2 separate regions of the Sus scrofa genome follow, and region 1 is linked to region 2. Evidence: chromatin contacts called from public Hi-C data. All regions are on one chromosome and are shown on one strand. The core of a region is the stretch at or near the end of the contact, and the rest is flanking DNA. Distances in the headings are between cores, read along the strand shown. Region 1 has its middle 51 kb from the start of CHRNA9. Region 2 has its middle 9.1 kb from the start of KLHL5.

What was found. Hi-C and Micro-C count contacts between places; a contact is called where the count stands out from the background.
Region 1: a contact with region 2 is called in a Hi-C map of fetal liver, with 16 times the contacts expected there. The contact joins two enhancer-like sites. A contact is called at or near these places in 2 of 5 promoter capture datasets (fetal liver and liver), 7 of 47 Hi-C or Micro-C datasets (blood, differentiating spermatogonia, embryonic fibroblasts and 3 more) and 1 of 2 datasets of contacts at active chromatin or transcription factors (alveolar macrophages).

What each region holds. Positions count from the first base shown.
Region 1 is chr8:31,492,542-31,495,241 of Sscrofa11.1, forward strand. No RefSeq gene overlaps it. Among named protein-coding and RNA genes, the nearest start is that of CHRNA9, 51 kb to the left of the region's middle. Within about 2 kb of position 1,365, at least 6 of the 83 cell types and tissues checked have an H3K27ac peak or open chromatin away from gene starts, as enhancers often do. A contact at or near this core is called in fetal liver and liver, where this site is marked.
Region 2 is chr8:30,351,166-30,353,865 of Sscrofa11.1, forward strand. No RefSeq gene overlaps it. Among named protein-coding and RNA genes, the nearest start is that of KLHL5, 9.1 kb to the right of the region's middle. Within about 2 kb of position 1,301, at least 30 of the 83 cell types and tissues checked have an H3K27ac peak or open chromatin away from gene starts, as enhancers often do. A contact at or near this core is called in fetal liver and liver, where this site is marked.

The DNA.
Region 1 (2,700 bases), core at 115-2,614, 1.1 Mb after region 2:
CTGGATATGTTGCCATTATTTAGTGTAAGCATAGGGCCATGGCATGATGGATCCGGGAGCAGGCGAGTGTTAAATGAGAACACATGATCTCTAAGGTTTCTTGTAGTTTTCACCCTTCTGAGCCCAGGCAGGGGACAGAGTGACAGAGGCACACAGGGATGGCAGCTAGCGTGCAGCGGCCCTTACCCAGTCAAGCCACTTTTCTGTAGCAGATGTTTCTTTCACACTGATGAGGCATGGAGTGAGTGGCACAAAATGAGAGATGGTATAAAAAACTGAAATGTAATCTTGAAAGTTTAGTACTGTACAAGATGCGAAGGGAAAAACCTCAGGAAGTTTGTCATTTAGCAGAAAACTTCCAGATGGAAGGGTGACAGAAGCCCTGTGGCTTGTCATCCAAAGGCCTAGAGTCTTGTAAATATCTTAATGAACAATGCTTCCAACCAGCTGGAAGCCAGCTTCTTAACTGACATCTGGAAAAGACTAGTGGACATCAGGGGAGGCCCCAAAGAAATGAGGCTCTGAGAAAATATGGACTAGAAAACGCGCCCTGTACATAGTCCCGGGTTTATGCCTTTGCTTTGGACATGGGATTGACCCAAGATACTCTGGGAATAAGTCAGTCTGAACCCCTTAGCCTCTGCCCTAGCGACCCGGCTCTAAGGAAAAGAAGCCTTTCCTTCTCCTCTGTGTCCAAGGTACTCAATCCTTGTGCTGTGATGTGCTTGAGCTAAGGACATATTAGGCAGGGCGAAGAGCATTTGGTAGGGTGCCACCTGCCTTCACCCTATCTTTCTGTCTGCTGCAGCCCAGAGATACAAGCTTTGATTTCATCCAAGTCCTCTTTCAGTTCCTCTCTCTTGCTTTTTTCTTTTTTTTTTGTTTTTTGTTTTTTGTGTGGCCATACCTGCAGCATGTGGAAGTTCCTAGGCCAGGAACTGAACATGCACCACAGCAGCAACCCAAGCTGCTGCAGTGGCAATGCTGGATCCTTAACCGCCTGAGCCACAAGGAAACTCCTCTTTCTCACTTTTAAATAACCATCCACAGTGCCTCGTTCAGAAAGCAAAGACTTTGCCTCATTCAACCAGAGTCCAGAGGGAAATGCTTTTCTGAAAGAGGAGAGCTGTCTTCCCCAGTCGGCTGCCATCTATTTTGGGGGTAGGATCCCAGGAGTTGGTGCTGGGTCCCCAAGCAAATGCCGACAGGTCTGTCGTGACCTTGTCCCAAGAGCATGTTTATCCCCCCTTGAAGCAGCGTTTTGAGTGTGGTTGTTGTCCACACCCCCAGGCCCTGCTGCCCAGCACCCCGCTCTCTCTTCTACCCCTGTGGTTAGAGAGACGTCCCAGTTTGCTCCTCGTCCCGGAACCTTGGAACTCTGTCCAAAGGGAGCAGTAAACAAGCCTTCTGGGCTGTCCGAGGTCTCCGCTGTCTGAGCCTTGCAACGGCAGCAGCAAATGGTCTCATCTCCTGCGTTGGACAGGCAGGGCCAGGGTTGAGGCAAAGAATCTTGTGTGTCAGAGGATAATGGACTGCTCAAACCAGAGACGCCTCCGAGGTCATCTGGCCCACAAGACACAAGTGAGGAAACGAAGACCTAGAAAGATGAAAGTGCCTGCCAAGGTCACACAGGCAGTAATAACACCAGCTGCGCCAACTTAGCGAGCACCTCCTACCTCAGCTCCCAACAGGCAAAGCATTTTACTCACTTTAAGTCTCCTCACAACAGCCTTACTCGGGAGGCACTGCTGTCTCAGATTTACAGAAAGGATATGGAAGCTAGAGAAGCCAGGTGGCAGTTTTGACAGCCCGGGTGACATGCCCAGGGACCCCCCCCCAGCTGAGCACAAAGCCAGGTTTCCAGCACATGCTTGGCCACTACTCTGTGAAGTAAGACCCCATCTTGTTTTTGGTTTTTGTTGTTTATTTTGGCTTTTTAGGGCCGCACCTGCGGCATATGGAGGTTCTCAGGCTAGGGGTCCAATCGGAGCTGTAGCCGCCGGCCTACACCACAACCACAGCAACGCGGGATCCGAGCCGTGCCTGCAACCTACAGCACAGCTCATGGCAACACTGGATCCTTAACCCACTGAGGAGGCCAGGGATTGAACCTGCAATGTCATGGTTCCTAGTCGGATTCGTTAACCACTGAGCCACGACAGGAACTCCTTGTTTTTGTTTTTTAAATGTACGTTCTTGGGGGAGTTCTCACTGTAGCTCAACAGTAATGAACCTGACTAGTATCTGTGAGGATGCTGGTTCGATCCCTGGCCTTGCTCAGTGGGTTAAAGATCCGGAGTTGCCATGAGTTGTGGTTTAGACCGGTGGCTGCAGCTCTGATTTGACCCCTAGCCTGGGAACTTCCATATGCTGCATGTGTGGTCCTAAAAAGCAAACATTTTTAAAAATTAAAAAAAAAGTAAGTTTATTGCAGTATAGTTGATTTACAATGTTGTATTAATTTCTGTTGTACAGCGAAGTATTCAGTTATATATATTCTTTTTCGTATTCATTTCTATTATGGTTTATCACAGGATATTGAGAATAGCTCCCTGTGCCATGCAGTAGGACTATGTTGTTTAACCATGCTATATATACTAGTTTACATTTGCTAATCCCAAACTCCCAATCCCTCCCTCCATAACACCCCCCACACACACCCCCGCTTGTCAACCACAAGTCTGTTCTCTATGGTAAGAC
Region 2 (2,700 bases), core at 51-2,550:
AAATAATAATAATGCAGAGTATGATGTGCTAACAGAGAGCTGGGCAAGGTACATGGTGGTTCAAATAGGCTTTGTCTTTTTTTTTTTTTTTTTTGCCTTTTCTAGGGCCGCTCCCGTGGCATATGGAGGTTCCCAGGCTAAGGGTCGAATCAGAGCTGTAGCCACCGGCCTACGCCAGAGCCACAGCAATGCAGGATCCGAGCCGCGTCTGCGACCTACACCACAGCTCATGGCAACGCTGGATCCTTAACCCACTGAGCAAGGCCAGGGATCGAACCCGCAACCTCATGGTTCCTGGTCGGATTCATTAACCACTGCGCCACGACAGGCACTCCATCAAGAAGGCTTTATATGATTTCTTTTACAGGGCACTGGGGAAATGCCAAAGCCCAGGGGTTGCGAGAGGCTGGAGGCAGAGGGAAGGGCTGACTACAAAGGAGCACGAGGGAACTTTCAGGGAGATGGAAATGTTCCCTATCTTGATTATACCTGGACAATGGCAATGATGAGACCACTATGCCCAGCTCTAGCGCTGTACACTACAAAGGGTAGATTTTACTCTACATAAATTGTAGCTCAATAAATATAATCACACACAACCCCCTTCCGCCACACTCACTTTTTACTGTTTTAGAAATGGAGATTACTGGAGTTCCCTTCGTGGCTCAGTGGTTAACCAACCCGACAAGGATCCACGAGGACATGGGTTCAATCCTTGGCCTTGCTCAGTGGGTTAAGGATCCGGCATTGCCGTGAGCTGTGGTGTAGGTTGCAGACGAGGCTTGGATCCTGTGTTGCTGTGGCTGTCGTGTAGGCCAGCGCCTACAGCTCTGATTCTGCCCCTAGCTGTGAACCTCCATATGCTGCACCTCTGGCCCTAAAAAGACCAAAAAAAAAAAAAAAAAAAAAAGGAAATTATTGAGAAAGGGGGTGGGGTGTTGTTTCTGAGGCTGGGAGTGTGGGCCAGAACTTAAGCTGGAGAGAAATCCAGAGAGAGCCTCAGGTCAGGCCAGCAGGAGACCACAGCGTTGCCCCTGCCTGCCTTGTTACCGTCAGTGGCTGTCGTGAGGCTGTTGCACAGGAACTCAGGGCATGTGGGCACACAGGGGGTCACCCCTTAGCAGCCAGTTCAGCCAGGCCAACTTGGGATATACAGCCAACCTCTCAGAGAACCGGAAAAGGTGCTCAGCTTTGTTCAGACCGCAGGCTGCGGTTCATTGAGCTGCCTTCTCTGCTCACCTCCCCTCTGTGGCAGATCTGGTTTGCTCTGCTGCCACCGTGTTTTGAACTCTCAAGACTGGGCAGAGTTCACCGGAGGTCTTCACCCACAGGCCTCCTTCACGTGCCCAACCCATACATGGCTGCTTTGCCTGCGCTGTCCCCACCCATCACCCATGACAGGAAAAGCAGAGTCTGTTTTCACTAACAAACCCCGCTGCTCTGAAAGATAGCAGCTTGTGCAGGAAGGAACCTGTTGGAGCCACTTTCCTTAAAAGGAGTATGAGGCAGGCTTGTCTGCCCAAGCAGTGCCCGCAGAGAGGGCAGGCGAGAACGGAAAGCCACCCTGGAATGGGATTCCTGGGACAACTGTTGTATTTCAGTCTCTGGGAACAAAGTTTCTGGCAACTAACTGGACCTTGAAATGTATTACCATGCTAATGACATGTATAAAGAACTAGACAAGCATATGGAAACATTCCTCGTGATGCTAGAGAATAACAACTTTGACTCTTTGGAAAATCGAGTAAAATCGACTGCTGAGCATCTAAATGTTTTAGGTCCAAGAGATAGGTCCAGCCTCAGATTAAAAAAAAAAAAGGCTGTAGCAGAAGGGTTACTTCGAATCCTTACTAATACCATTTCCTGGTTTTTGCTGGCAATGGAGAGAAGGAGAATCAAACATATTCATAACTTGATATTGAAATGCCCTCTTGTTACAGCCAGTTTTGTTGTTGTTTTTTTTTTTTTTTTTTTAATCCAAGGCTGGATCTATTGCATCTCATACTCTGAGATGCTGAGCAACTAATTATGCTCTATTTCCTAAAGAGTCAAAGGTTGGTTGTTTTATTCTAGCATCATGAAGAATGTTTCCATTGTGCTTTTCTATCTCTTGATGACCTGCAATCTGTAAGTAATGTTATTTCTTGATTTTCTTGGGGACAGAGGGGAGGAGAATGAAATGTTTGTTTTCTTCCTTCTTTGTCTTGCAAGACCATTGACTCTGAGACTGTCTTCGAATGTGTGCAGTGTGTGCCACCTTCCAGTCACCCACTCGTTTTATATCTCAGGTCAGCTGCTTGTTACTCAGCCAGAATCTTTACTCAAGAATTCCATGCTTGGAGTTCCCGTCATGGCTCAGTGGTTAACGAATCTGACTAGGAACCATGAGGTTGCGGGTTCCATCCCTGGCCTTGCTCAGTGGGTTAAGGATCCGGCGTTGCTGTGAGCTATGGTGTAGGTTGCAGATGTGTCTTGGATCCCGAGTTGCTGTGGCTCTGGTGTAGGCCGGTGGCTACAGCTCCGATTCGACCCCTAGCCTGGGAACCTCCATATCCCGGGGGAAGCAGCCCTAGAAAAGGCAAAAAGACAAAAAATAAAAAAATAAAAATAAGGGCAGTCGTATAAACAGTGTGCTAACCACTTGCTGTGTTGCAGGCCCGGGGCTAGTGCTGGCTCTGTGTTACCCCATGGGACCCCCTC